Regions from separate parts of the Gossypium hirsutum genome. Here region 2 is linked to region 1. The links are chromatin contacts, called in public Hi-C maps. All regions are on one chromosome and are shown on one strand. Each heading gives the region's core, a stretch centred on a gene start, on an enhancer-like site or on the middle of the called end of the contact. The rest is flanking DNA. Distances are from core to core; before and after follow the strand shown. Region 1 holds the start of LOC107918537 (40S ribosomal protein S24-1). Region 2 holds the start of LOC107919301 (probable transcription factor At3g04930).

Evidence for each region. A called contact is a pair of places that touch in the nucleus more often than the background predicts.
Region 2: a Hi-C map of leaf shows a contact between it and region 1, with 2.2 times the contacts expected there. The contact joins the promoter of LOC107919301 here to the promoter of LOC107918537 in region 1. A contact is called at or near these places in 5 of 34 Hi-C or Micro-C datasets (callus, hypocotyl, leaf and 1 more).

The regions. Positions count from the first base shown.
Region 1 is chrD13:36,415,058-36,422,373 of Gossypium_hirsutum_v2.1, reverse strand. It overlaps LOC107918537 (40S ribosomal protein S24-1), which reads right to left and starts at 4,175. Exons shown (of 5, transcript XM_016848116.2): 1 at 3,936-4,175; 2 at 3,606-3,647; 3 at 3,332-3,502; 4 at 2,728-2,814; 5 at 2,285-2,638. The coding sequence starts at 4,007. The coding sequence ends at 2,606. It also overlaps the pseudogene LOC107919184.
Region 2 is chrD13:36,648,958-36,655,962 of Gossypium_hirsutum_v2.1, reverse strand. It overlaps LOC107919301 (probable transcription factor At3g04930), which reads right to left and starts at 4,780. Exons shown (of 1, transcript XM_041109731.1): 1 at 2,940-4,780. The coding sequence starts at 4,696. The coding sequence ends at 3,302.

The DNA of each region.
Region 1 (7,316 bases), core at 2,926-5,425:
ATTATATTTCTCATATCAAAAGTAGATGGTAATGGCTTAGGCATGAAGGATGGTGCTCACTTCATATCACAAACATACTGAACTCAAACTGATGACACTGAATGATCATTAACCACACATCACCATTCATACTTTACATAGGTGGGTTATTTACCTTACACGAATTATATAACAAAGTATTTTACAACACATGGAAGTAAGAAGGAACTCACCAGAAATTCTAACACAAGTCTACAAAGCAGATCCTTTGTCTTTATGTTTGGACTCTCGTCAACTTCTTAAGCTAAAAGAAAGATAATTGTACACATCAGATCATCAATCTATCAAATCTTAACATGCATGTAAGAATTGATAACACAAAATCTTGAAACATTAAGTTTCCTTCCTTTCACACCGATATGTATTTTTTAAAAAAATACTCAAAAAAATACGGATATACAAAGTACAAAAAAATATAGGTGCCGCCGGCATGTCAGGTGGCACCGGTGAGAATTTTTTTTACTGGAAACGAAAAAAATAAAAAATAAAAAGTTAAAAAAAATAGCCTTAGAAAAAGAAGAAAAGTAAAAACTCAAAATCCACCAACAAAACAGTTTCCTTCAACCTAAAACTAAAAGCTTTGGGTCTTCACTTTTTGTTGTCGAAAATTTTAAATGTTGAGAAAACTAAATATCCTTAAATGCTGAGAAAGATGAAATGTTTTCAAAGATATAAAGAAGAAAGGTTGATAAAAATATAAAATAGTACAGTTGCTTTTAAAACTTTTAAATTAAAAGTTGTTTCTTTTTTCTTTAATCCAAAAATTAGAAGTAGTTAGAGATGAGAAGCTAATTAATTTGAAGTTGCCTTAGAAACAAACAGGGAAAAAAAAGTTGAAAAAATGGTTTCTTTTTCTGTAATTAAAAAATTCAAAGTAGTTTTGGTTCCCAGAGATGAGGAGCCAATTAATTTGAAGTTGCATTAGGAATAAACGGAAAAAAATAACTGAAAAAATTGTTTTTTTTTTATTTGATCAAAATATTAAAAGTAGTTTCGGTTTCCTAATAGATGAGGAGGGAATTAATTTGAATTTGCCTGGGAATAAATAAATAAAACTAAAAAAAAAAAAAAGAGCTAAGCATTTGATTGGAGAGTTAATTTTTTCAGTTTTCTTTTCCTTTATTCCCAAGGCAGCTTCAAATTAATTGATTCCTCGTCTCTTAAAAAACCGAAACTATTTTTAATTTTTTGATCAAATAAAAAAAGAAACAACTTTTAATTTAAAAGTTTTAAAAGTAACTATATTATTTTATATTGTTATCAATATTTCTTCTTTGTATCTTTAAAAAGGTTTCATCTTTCTCAACATTTGAAATTTAGAAAAACATTTGAGGATATTTAATTTTCTCAACATTTGAATTTTAGAAAAGAAAACCATAGGAACGACATCAAAAAGTAAAGACCCAAAGCTTTTTAGTTTTCCTTTTTTCTTTTCTTATAAAAGTTAAAAGTAAACTGCTTTGCTGGTGAATACGAAGTTTTTACTCTTCTTTTGCTAAGGCTATTCTTCTAACTTCAGTTTAATTTTTCCATTTCCAGTCAAAAAAAATTTATATTCTCGCCAGTGTCGGGGGCATCAATAATTTTTTTTAAATCGACATATCCATATTTTTCAGGTATTTTTTAAAAAAAATACATACAGAATACAGTAATGGTACTAAAAATGATTTTTAAAAAAAATTAACCATGACATAATGATTAAGAAAAAGTTAGATAGTGCTGCCTATGTGTTAAAAGACACCAGCAAGGGACTATAACAAAATATCTATTTTCCTAAATAATTTTTTGCCTCCCCATTTTGATAAATAATTATTTTTTCTCACATTATTTTGGTAAAAAATCCAAAACCCGATGATGGTATAAAATTAGATACGAGTAAAACACTTTCGTCCTTTGTGAAAAGGATAAAGAGTCTTGATCCTAAAAGAGCATATCTAAAATAAAGTATCATACAAACAACACACAATTTGATTTGTTGTACCCTAATAAGCAAGATTTAACTGTTCTCCAAATAGACATTGGCATATAACTAAACATTTTAAATGAATCAAAATCTCAATTAATTTATTATACTTTTATCGAAACCACATAAAAGATGATCTCAAACGAAAACTATTAACCTAACATATCCGGAAATATATATAATAATTACACATGAATTTTACCTTTAAAAATCTTTACACATGAAAAAAGTCGTTCAACATATTCATTCGGACAAATTAGTAAATCTATTCATGGAAGGACATCCAAAAAAGTGTTGCATATCTATTCATAAAGTGCATTTAAGATTTTCTTGCATCAACTACCTTTTTTTTTTTTGGATTCAAGATTTGGTAGGATGATAGAGCAAGTACTGCCTGACAATATCAATGGCAAAACATGGGATATTTCAAAATCTGCCATGAAAGAATTCTCAAAATAAGAAAAATCAGATCGTAATAATATAACTAAACATCAGATAACAACACCAAAAATCTGGTTTCCAAAACAAAAGATTCAAGAACCCTAAAAAACAATGTTGAAAAGCATTGGCTCTGTGATAAGCACGAGTTTTGCCTTTTAGCTCTCACTTCTTCTTTGCTGCTTCACTGGCCTTGGTCTATTTGAAACAAGCAAAAACAGTTAGTCAGACGTTTACAAAATGACAGCAGTTCAAGTAAGGTAAGTAAAAATGTCGATCAATCTTACCTTCTTTACTCCACGGATCTTCTTAGCCCTGTTCTTCCTTTCCTTCATTTGTTTCCTCGATTTCTCTACCTTGGTATCGAGTCCATTCTGAAACAGCAGCATAAATAATTAGTTTCTTACATTACATAGGGACCTTTTCAAAGAGACACCGATATAGTACAACTCAGAACAACCACTAGGAATACAAAAGGTATGAAATTGGGAAAAGGCCTTCAGAGTCAATAATGAAAACTGGCTCAAGCTTTCTTCATTAGCAGGCAGTCCTCAAGCACAAATTAGAGCACCAAACTCTAGTTCCAAATACAACACTTTAAGTGCTAGGTTGACTCCATGCACTATAGTCTATGTTACTTGGACTTAGCTAAGAGTGTTAGGTACGAATATGTTTTAATCTTTTCTAAGTCCAAACATGGGTCAGATACAAGTACTTCAACAAAAACAAAGAGAGGGAGTATAACATAGAATTGAGCAATGCTTAAAGTGTGAAAAGAGAATTCTGCAGATAAAGTCCATAAGAGAAATAGAATTCAACATGTTAAAGCAAATGCAGCTCATACAACTAACAAATCCAGAGAAAATATAGAATAGAGCCATCAACAATTACCCTGATCAGCCTGTACTTGGGCTCGTACTTCTTGGCGTTCTCAACAGAATCATAAATCAAACCAAATCCAGTAGATTTTCCACCTCCAAAATGAGTCCTAAACTTGAACACAAAGATTGAATTGGGGTCCTTCACCTCATACATTCTAGAGAGCTTTTCCTTCAACTCCGCCTAAAGACAATAAATCAACAGTCAAAAAGCAGTTAATACAATCCATGGTACACGACCAGTTAAGATAAGATTCTGATATTATTGAAAAACATTAAAGATTTACCTTGGAAACATTGGGTCTTCCAGGATGTAGAACGTCAATGATCTAAAAAAAGGGGGGGAAAAGTCATGTTAACAATAAACTCAAACAAATATTTTTAAGCAAAGAACATATTTTACTATAATCGCATTTTTTAAGCAAAGAGGTGTATTGTATTCAAATAAAAATTCAAACAATGTTCTAAATTAAGCATCTTATCAGCAATGCAATAAAATCGCAAATTTAGCAACTATATCCTGTAAGTCCCTTATTTAATCAGATCTATAAATTGAACATTGAACATTGAACATTGAACTAAACTTGGCTAACGAGAGAAAAGAAAAGGGCACTCACAAATTGCTTCCTGGAAAGAAGCCTGTTGGTCATGAACTTCCTGGTCCTAATAGTCACTGCCTTGTCAGCCATGGTCAAGCAAAATCTTCTTATTTCCTTTCCGGCACAGGTCAATGGTAAATGCTCTGAAGGCTTTCAAAAGACGACAGCAGCAACTCAAGCAAGACAACGGAAATGGCGAGAATTTATACCACTGATAATTAGGGTTTTGCTTCTTTTTGGGGCTAAGCGAACTTTCTATGAGTAATGACACTTGGATTGGGCTAACAATTTTAGAATTTGATTGTTTTAGGCCTGACCCAACTTTCTAGTTTTGTTGGGCTATGCCAGAATTCGGGTATTGAAATTTCATCAAAATTGGATAATCAAGATTTTGTTTTGTAATTAATAATTATGGTGGTGTTTAAACTTTTTCTTCTTTGGAATAATACGTTCAATGAATTATAATTACGGATGGAAAATCAATCTTCAACTATCGATTAATTTTGAATTGATCCGTTCTGAAATTGTGACAGTATATAATCTTTTTAAGGTAAATTTAGAATTAGAACTTATCATGATGCATACACCAATCAGTAGAGTTAAGGATGAAAAATAGAGAAATTAAAAATTAATCCGAAAATTATTTCAAAAAAATATTTTATAGAAGTTAATAACTTTTTTTACTTGCATGAAAATTTATGTTTTTAGAAATATTTACGACTAGAGCTTATTTTGTTAAAATAAATCTAAAAATAAAAAATAAATATAAAAAACCGAAAACTAAATCAAATCAAAAAAGTTCAAACAACCCAACCTAACTGAACTGGTCTCGCTCTTACCGATCACCGAGTCTTAAATTTGTGTAAAAGTATTTTCTTCGGTATTTCATTTTTTTAATGATTTTTTAGTAGAGATTTACAATTAAAAAGGGTAATGTTATCCAAACTCTTAATTTTTTTTTTTGGTAAATATGCATGAAGGAATCTTTCAAATACACGAAAAAGTTAGGGAAATTTTTTTTAAATATTTCCATATAGAGTACATACACGAATCATTTGGAGAAAAGGAAAGAAAGATTTATGGTGCAAAATGGGTTTTCATTGTTTGATTTTCCAACATAAAATAATGCTTAGGATCTTCCTTTACAGATCGATTATCAACTGGTTGTATGTTGTCATCTGTTTGTTAGAGATTGAATGATTTGCTCCAAAATAGGATTAGGAGAGGGAAAAGGTGAAACATATACTGTTTTATCAAAAAGGGTGGATTTTCATTGTTCAAACACTCTTGCACATTTTATATATACCAACAGCATCAACTGGGACTCTGGGAGGGGTGTTATTCATTGACAGAGTTTTGAGTATCCGGATCGGAGTAGCTTCTATTCTTACAGTCATGGAAACCGGAGTCGAAATGCTTGAAGAATATGATATGAATCCTATTTGTTGATACCAGGTAGTGTTGGAGTTTGTACCAAAACTGTCCAAGAATCACGATATTATGAATGAACAGCAGAGAAGACTGAGAACCTGTCAAACACAAGATTGAACTTCTTGCATTACTGAGAACGGCTTATCTGATTTTTCGTACTCTTCGTCCAAATGGCTCTATCGTGCGCAAATTGGACTATGCTTGCAGCTCCCCTACTTGTCCCTTATCTCATGGTGATGCACCGATTTGGTTGATTCATTTGGTGCTCCATCAGTCATATAATTCTCAAATTCCTAAACCAGAAAATTAATCTCTTCGAATCGGCCATACATTGAAGCACATTCGTTTCTACAACACTGAAGAAGTTGCAAACCTTTGATGCCTGCATTTTGCGTTAAGAAATCGAAGAGGGAACTTGTAGATGTACGGTTGGTAGCACAATCGTGACAGAAGTTCACAAACCGGGGTGTTTCCTTGACTCCTTGCCCTGTCCTCCAATCCAGTACTAAGCAGGTAATTCCCCATCGATCATATCCACTATTTTAGTCACATCTTGATCAATGATATCCAATTTAGCAACCATTGCGGTAGCAACACTCCATGCGGTATCAATTTCAATGTCGAATGGGAACTATGTATTTTGAATACGACCTGCAAGTTGACAGAAAGAGCAAATACTAGTCAGATTCGGGTTTCCACATTGAAAAAAAAATGTTGAGGAAGTTCCTAACCATCTTTATCAGCGATCCAGAGTCTCAAACAGATACCACCATCATATCTCGTCTTCCCCTTAATGCTTATGTCAAGATCCACAGCATGTTCATCCTCCTGATGCTTGAAAAGCTCGGTTTCAGCAAGATGATACCCCCATTCATTCAGGGTCTCATAACTGTTATGATAAGAAGTACTACTGAAATGAAGTTCCGGATATGGTTGTCGAATGAGAGGCCCCAATTCATCAAGTTCTCTCCTATACTCCAGTGATCTTAAATCATCAATCTGGAGAAAAGAATCATTCAACAACTCTCTTGCAAACAACCTCAAAGACATAGTTGCCAAACATTCCTCCCCAAATTGTCAGACTTCTGGATCTTTAACCTTATAGAAAGCATTCGATTTTCTACCAAGGAAGTATGAAGCCTCAAAATGTTGTGTTTCAATGTCTTAAGAAGATGACTTTCACAGTAAAATCTTTCGAAATCTTCAGGGGTTTGTAAAATATCATGGAGTTTTACTTAATTGCAAGCAACTTCAATCCCCTCATATTCATCGAACCAACCACACATTAAAACAAGAAGAAAAAAATCTGGGTATTAAAAATAAATGAGCAAAAAAAGTATTAGATTGGAGTTATCATGATTCTCATTCATACACTATCTTTGAAGCTCCTTTTCCAAGGATTTCATTCTACTGAAACAAAAAAGAACAAAAAAAGTAAGATCAAAGAATCAAACTAATAAATAAATAAAAGAAAGGAGGAGTTCTACTCTGCCATATCTTCCAGCTGGATCAACTTCATCAAACTCAGAACAATCTGTTTCATGATGTAAAAGATAATTCATTCTCCAAAGATGTTAAAAAGGAAAAACAGTGTATATTTTCTTTGACATGAAATAACAATATCTAATTTTGCATAGCTTTTCAGAAAGAGATAGAGAGATCAGAGATGATCAATTATTCACCCTTTACCTCACCCGATCGTTGATCAAGGTAGCAGCATGTCACATTTGTTGCCAGAGCACCTACAATATTTTCATATCAATTAAACATTTTTTTTACTCAAGTTATTGAGCTCATAATACAATTAAAATATGATTTATATACTTTTTCAAGCTTATGAAAACTCCCTAAGTAATCCAAGATTGTTTAAGGATCAAAACGTAAAGTTCTAAACTATTGAGTGCTCGTCGCGACTTTATGGATGTCATGTCGCAATGTCACTCGCTAACTAGAGCTTGTTGCAACCAC
Region 2 (7,005 bases), core at 3,531-6,030, 230 kb before region 1:
CTACATAACCATTTAACACTTATTAAGCATCATTTTCTTCCTAAAATCAAAACAGCGTTAAAAATACTAGATTAAGAACGAAACTACGACAAAACCTAAAATTGACACACAAAGTATTAAGTACCTAAAAAGGCTTGACTTCAATCGAAAACGCACTAAAGCACGAAAGAATCATATTTACTTGTATAATAAACAAATACCAAAAAATCGAATGAAGATTAAACCAATAAAAAATTGATTGAACTAAATTTAAATGAGTTTAAATATTTATTTTATTTTTATAATTCATAAAATGAATGTTTATATTTGGTTTAATCCACAAATTGGTACCTAAACTATATCCCTTATCCCATACTGGTATCTAAACTTTTTTTTTGTCACAAGTAGTACCTAAGCTACTTTTATTTTCCAAAGCTGGCATCTCCGTTTGTCAAACTATTAAATCTATTTTTTTTATAAGGATTAACTCATAAATTGGTACCTAAATTATATCATTTCCCCCATTTTAGTACCTAAAATTTTTTTAGCCACAAGTGGAACCTAAACAATCTTTTTCCCAAATTGGTACCTCTATTAGTTCAATTGCTAGTCAACCTGTTAAGTCTATTTAAAAATATATATATAACCAGTTAAAAATTATTATGTAGCAAGAAAAGACAATGTATAATTTTCTTTATAGATATATTTAAAAATTACTAAAATTCATTAAAAATAAAAATATTTAAAAAAAAAAAGAAGAAGGGGAAATAAATTCAATTGGTTCAATTGATTTTTGGTTGATTCAACTGATCTATATTGGTTCGCAAGTCAACTAGCTCAACCTCTATCTCTAGATTGAAAAAATAAAAAATAAAAAATAGAGAGAAATAATATAAAATATAATATAATAGAATATAATAATTAAAAATTAATTTTTAAAATTTATATATGACAATAAATTATTGGCTGAATTTTTTTAACGCATATAACATTTTGATATAGAATGAATAACAGAAAAATAATTTAGATACCACTTGTTACAAAAAAAAAGGCATCGACTTAGGTTGTACTGTTTAGGTACTAATTTGTGAGTTAAATTTTTTAAAAAAAAAAGATTTATTAATTTGAGGAAAAAAATAATTTAAAACTACTTTTGACAAAAAAAGAAGTTTATATGCTAAAATGAAAAAAAAAAACTTAATTTAAGTATTGAGTTAAACATTTATATTTCTATGATAATTTATTTGTATTTATTAATTTATCCTTATTTTATAATTTTTTTAATTAAATTTGAAAATTTATAGAATTTTTAATTTTGAATCGGTTGAATTCACGATCTAGCCGGTCTGTTCATTAACTTGGTTCCAAAAAACTGCTTAATTCCATCAAATAAACCGAAGTTACTTTTTGACAAGGCCTTAACTACAGTCTAAGGCCGAACAGGCTCACTCTTAAGTCCATATGTGTTTCGTACATTTATAAAGATGATATTCTCACATCTTTCGAACAAATAAAAAATAAAAAATCCTCATATCCATGTCAAAATATTTAACATATTGTTAAATACAGGTACTGGAAGAAAAATGCAAAGTTGAAAACTCACTAAAAGGTTTGAACATCAAATAACATCTGCAAAATCCAAAAATGTTTCTTGATATGGCCATAACTACAGACTACAGAGTCTAATACCTGCAGATATAATCAGCCTAACAGGCATAAAAACAAATGCAGCGAAACAATCAAGTATAGCATCTTAGAGCTTCAACTACCAGCATTAATGATATCCAAACAACTTCAGCTGAAAGATAAATGACTCCATGGACTATATAGGATGTAAATTACTATAGCTGAAATGTTTTACAGGAAACAGGTTAATAGGTTCTGAATGAAGAAAGGTTCTAAATGCATGCCATGTTCTTCCGAAATGTCCTGGGACCAGAGCGGTACCTTTCTTAGGTCCCAAATGATAATTATCAAGGTATCTCTAGGTTTACAAACCGCAATCACAAATGGAAAGTTTGACCTTTGTTGCTAGCAAGCATTTATGTTGCTTCACTTCATTTTTCTTCAAGTACCCATGTCCGACACATATCAAGACTCAAAGATGCTCGAAATACATGAAAGAACTTATGAAGAAAGAATATACCGGGGTTAGACACTTACACCTGAGTCCAAGTAACAAAAGGCAAGCATTGCATACTGGATGCAGAAAACAGCCTCTGCTGTCAGCAACAAATCCGATATGAATTACATTTCATACGGACAACACTACAGTCCTTTTAAGCACCAACACAAGTTTGCATGAATTGCGATATGATTGAAAGTAGAAAGCATCAGAAATGATAAATACCTAGTTATCTCTAAGTTCCCAAACCATAATTACGAAATGGAAAGTTAGATCGTTGAGGCTTGCAAGCATTTCATGCTAGATGCACAAAACAGCCTTTGACCTCAGGCAGTATATCCAATATGACTATTACCTTTCATAGAGTCAAACATTACAATCTTTTTTATGAAACCCTAAAACAAGTTTGCAAGAAATACTAGACGATAGAAAGCATAAGAAATGGCACCAAGAAATCACAAACCATACTCATTAGAAGCAAATCATCATAGATAATTAGTTTTGAAGTTATAAAGAATAGAATGGCAGGTATGAAAATAAGATTATCCCAGTCCTAGTTTCCCTTCCATCCCATAAGTTTCAACCTATGCTGCTTGGACTCAAGGGTGAGTGTCAGATAAATGTATGACTTTAATATGAGTATGCTCAATCTTTTGCGTCTTTCTGTACACTTGGAAAATCAAACTCCTATTCGTCCAGATATGTGTCAGAAATGGATGCTCTTAAGGAAAATAAAGAATCGGAACAATGTAGATCTTCACACCACCACCAACATATCACAACAAGCTATCTGATAAATTGAATTTCAACTCAAATATAACTTTTTAAAACAATGTAGTAAAATAGTAAACTGTTGTTGAATCCGTTCAACAAATTCTACAATGTTAGATCTTGCACATTTGCATTAAATGAACCATAACATCTGTCTTTTATTTCTAAGCAAGTCATCCCAACCCATGTATAAAAACCATATATACACAAATGAGAACAACTAGAACAAACTATTGATTCAAAGACTAAATAATTATAAATCATTATTCCGATAACTGTTCATTTCTATCAAATAAGCAAAGAAAAAAGAAAACCCAAAACCAAACTAAGAAAAACCAGTTACTCCCCTACACTATCAGCTGATCCATCAATGAAAAGAAAAGAAACCTTTCACGGAAATAACTAATAAGCACCCGTACTCAGAAATCACCCTCCAATCGACCGAAGCTCCTCCAGAGCCACCTTAATCTGATCTTGCACCAACTCCAACCGCTTAGAATAAACTTCCAACTCCAATATTTGCTGCTTCCTCCACCTCTCATCCATGAACTCCACATTACCTCCAACACCGCCACCAAAATTCAAAGTTCCGCCAAAACTCAATGGCATAGCATTCATAGCCATACCACTAATCCCTCTTCCCCCTCCTCCCCCTCCTCCAATTAAACTACCTAACAACTCCTTAAACACGGGTGTTAAACAACTCTTCACCGCCTCCTCTACTACTGCTGTCAGGTTTCCTCTTTCTCCTCCAGCACCACCGCCACCGCCACCCAGTCCTTCCACATTACCCTGGTCATGATCACTCCTATTATTAAAATTATTGTTAGAAATCACAAACCCATCATTTAAAACTCTTTTCTCTTCCAGTTTCCCTCCTTTACTCCTTGACCTTCTCTTATTGGCTGCGGATTTCGGAGTAAGATTCTTTTTCTCTCCACTTTCATCGAGTAAATTGATGTTAGTAGTAGTAGTAGGAGTAATATTATTTTCATCATAATCTAAAACATTATCTTCTACTTTGCCAACACTACTACTCCAGATCTTTCTAGAAATTTCAAAAGTAGCTTGATCATGAGGGCTTTTGAAGGAAAATTCTTTACCTGAATTGATCTTATTCATCACGTTCCTATATTTCTTCTTCAATCTTCGAAGCTTCTCGACTAACTGATTCTTGTTGAAATCGAGCTGGAGTTTCGATTTGATTAGATCGTAAAACAACGCCGTATCGTGATGGTGATGGTGAGAAGAATTAGAGTTGGTTTTCGAAGTCGTGTAATCGAGAAATCCTTTGAGAAGCTCGATCTCGTCTTCATCAGTCCATAAACGTTGAAATAACCGCCGCGATTCGTCGAATTGTTGCGGCGGAGGAGGTTTTTTCTCGGAGATGGCGGAATCAATCCGTTGTCGTTTAGAGTCGGGAATCGAACCCCCGAGAGGAACAGAAGCAACGGTCACGACGGTGGATGAAGGAACGGCAAGAGGAACGGCGGGGATTGAGGCGGAGGGTACGACTGCGGCAATCGGTTGAGGTAGCAAAGAGGGGGAATTAAAATCTTCTTCCTCTTCTTCTTCTAGCAACTCCTCGTCCTCTTCGTCGTGACCGTTGAGCACGTCGTCGTTGCCGGAGGAAGAGGGTTCCTCGTCGTCGTCCTGAGATTCCTCGAAAACGGCACCGTACTGCTCGGAAGCCATGAGAGAGAGAGTAGAAAACGAAAGAGGTTCACGAGGATTTTGTTGATTAAAAAAGCGTGTTGGACTTGGTGAAAGGAAAGAGGTTAGTTTGGTTAGAGTTTGGCCCGTGTGGGGTTCATACCCCATGTCAACGCGCTTCTATGGTGCGTGTACCTGTTCAGTAAAAATAGATTTAGAATGGGCTAAATCAAAATCCATTTCATTTTATTATTTCCATTAGTGGTATTATAGTTGGGATAATTAGTTTTCGGTATCACGTGGGCATGAGTATACGTTTTAAAATATTTTTATTTTGTAATCCTTTTTAAAAATTAATTAATATACATAATATTAAAAAATGTAAGACTTTTCAAATTAATTTTTAATTTAATAATTCAATATATTTATTTTAAAAATTCATAAAATAATAGGTTTGCTTAAGCTCGATTTTAAAAAACCTTCTCAGCTTTGTCAATTTATTCATTTCATTTTTAAAGATAAAATTATAGTTTTATAATTAATTTATAAATTTTATAATTAAAATTTAAATATACTTCAAAAATTATTTAATTTAAATTCATATAGTATTGAATCAATTCAAAATTTAAAAAATTTGTCCAAACCCAAATCAAACTTATCGAGTCAAGCAGACTCCATGATACTTGTCGGTTCTTTGGTTCTCTTTTGGTTTTTATTAATTTTCAATTCATAAGTGTAATAGACTTTATTATTCAAATAAAATTAGCTTCACTTTTATTCAATTTTATTATAGTTGCTCCATGTGTCCCTTCATGTGTCATCAATAGGTCAAATATATGCTAATGTATTCATTCTAAGCAAAGCTCTAACTAGGTGAACCAAGCCAACTTGGACCACAATCAACTGACGAACCATCACGAGATAACCCTCGTTGGGCGTACATGGGGTATCAAATTCATTGATCACTCAAGTATCCTAAAAAATCCTATCTTAGGGCATCACATCATCACCACTACAAGGGAATAAAGTATAACTTTACTATCAATAAAACTCATGACACGTGGACGTCCTTGTCTCCCATATATAAGTTCATCTCAACAGCCGAAGAAAAAATCAACACATAAAAATCTCTTCATCTCCTTCCTTTTTTTTTCTCTCTATCTAAACCTACTGCATCAAGCAATCTTCCAGATTCTTTATTCAATGGCTGGCAGGGATGGATCTAGAGGCCACGAGAGTGTAGTCGCTCCCTTGGAATTTTTAGATTTTTGAATTATATATATAAATTATCATATATTTTAGGTTTGGTGTCCACATTATATAACATTCGCCCCATTGGCCAAATAATAATAATCAAATATTAATGTATGATGGGCCTTGAAAGACTAAACTTAGAGGCTCAATATAAACTTTAAAGCCAAATTCCAGAATGAATTGATTTGGCTCATACCTATACATATTAGGTTAGTGACATTCTTGTATTTTGATTTGTATGTCTTGCTAAGGAATTGTCTTCCTTTGGTAAGCTGTTGACATTGTTGAAAGAAAAAAAAATGAGTTTGATGCCGAGACTGAGAGCACAAAGTAAAAAAAAATACAAATTATCTTCCTCTCGGTAAATATTTTTTCATAAATTATGTTCTTTATTTATTTGACTTATCATTTTTTTTCTTTTTCCTAATATTTTGTTGTTTAATATATTATTACAATCTTCAGGTTTTTCGATAAAATTATGGTCAGCAAAAAGATCGAATCTTTTTCAAGAAAAGAGTGTCAGAAACAAATAATGATCAATCAGTTCCTCAACCTTTTGTTATTAGTGGAAAAAAGAATAAATATCGTATCGTCCCAAGATCCTGAATGAGATATTAGGTCTTCTCAATCCCAAACTCTTGAATGCGATATCGAGTCTTTCGAATCTCCTAAACGAGATATCATGTCTTCTCAATCCTAAGATCTTGAATGAGATATTGAGTCCTCCCAAGCTCCAGAATGAGATATTTGGTCTTCTTAAGTTCCTGAACGTCCTCATAAGTTTTCAAGATTCGAAACAAAGGAGTTTGATGCTTCTTCTTTAGAGCGTGATTTGAGACTTCAAAAACCTATTTAGGATTACCCTCAAAATCAACAAGACAAAGTCCGTCGAGCTTACATTAAGTTTGGGCCATATCAATTGATTCGTCCAAGTGAGGCTCCAACATCTCCTCAGTATATTGACAAGAATGGATGTCGATTTCTCCCATCTTGGTACAAGCTATTCCCGAGTTGGCTCGATTTTTCACCTTGTAAGAATGTTGTATATTGTCTTCTTTGTTTTCTCTTCAACAAGCCATTTAGGCATCATGAAAATACTTTTACAAGCCAAGGATTTCAATCATGGAAGAAGGTCAATGAAGGATCTAAATGTCCTTTATTACTCATGTGGGTAAGGATGCAAATTCTTTACATAAGAATGTAATGAAAAGTTAACTTGATCT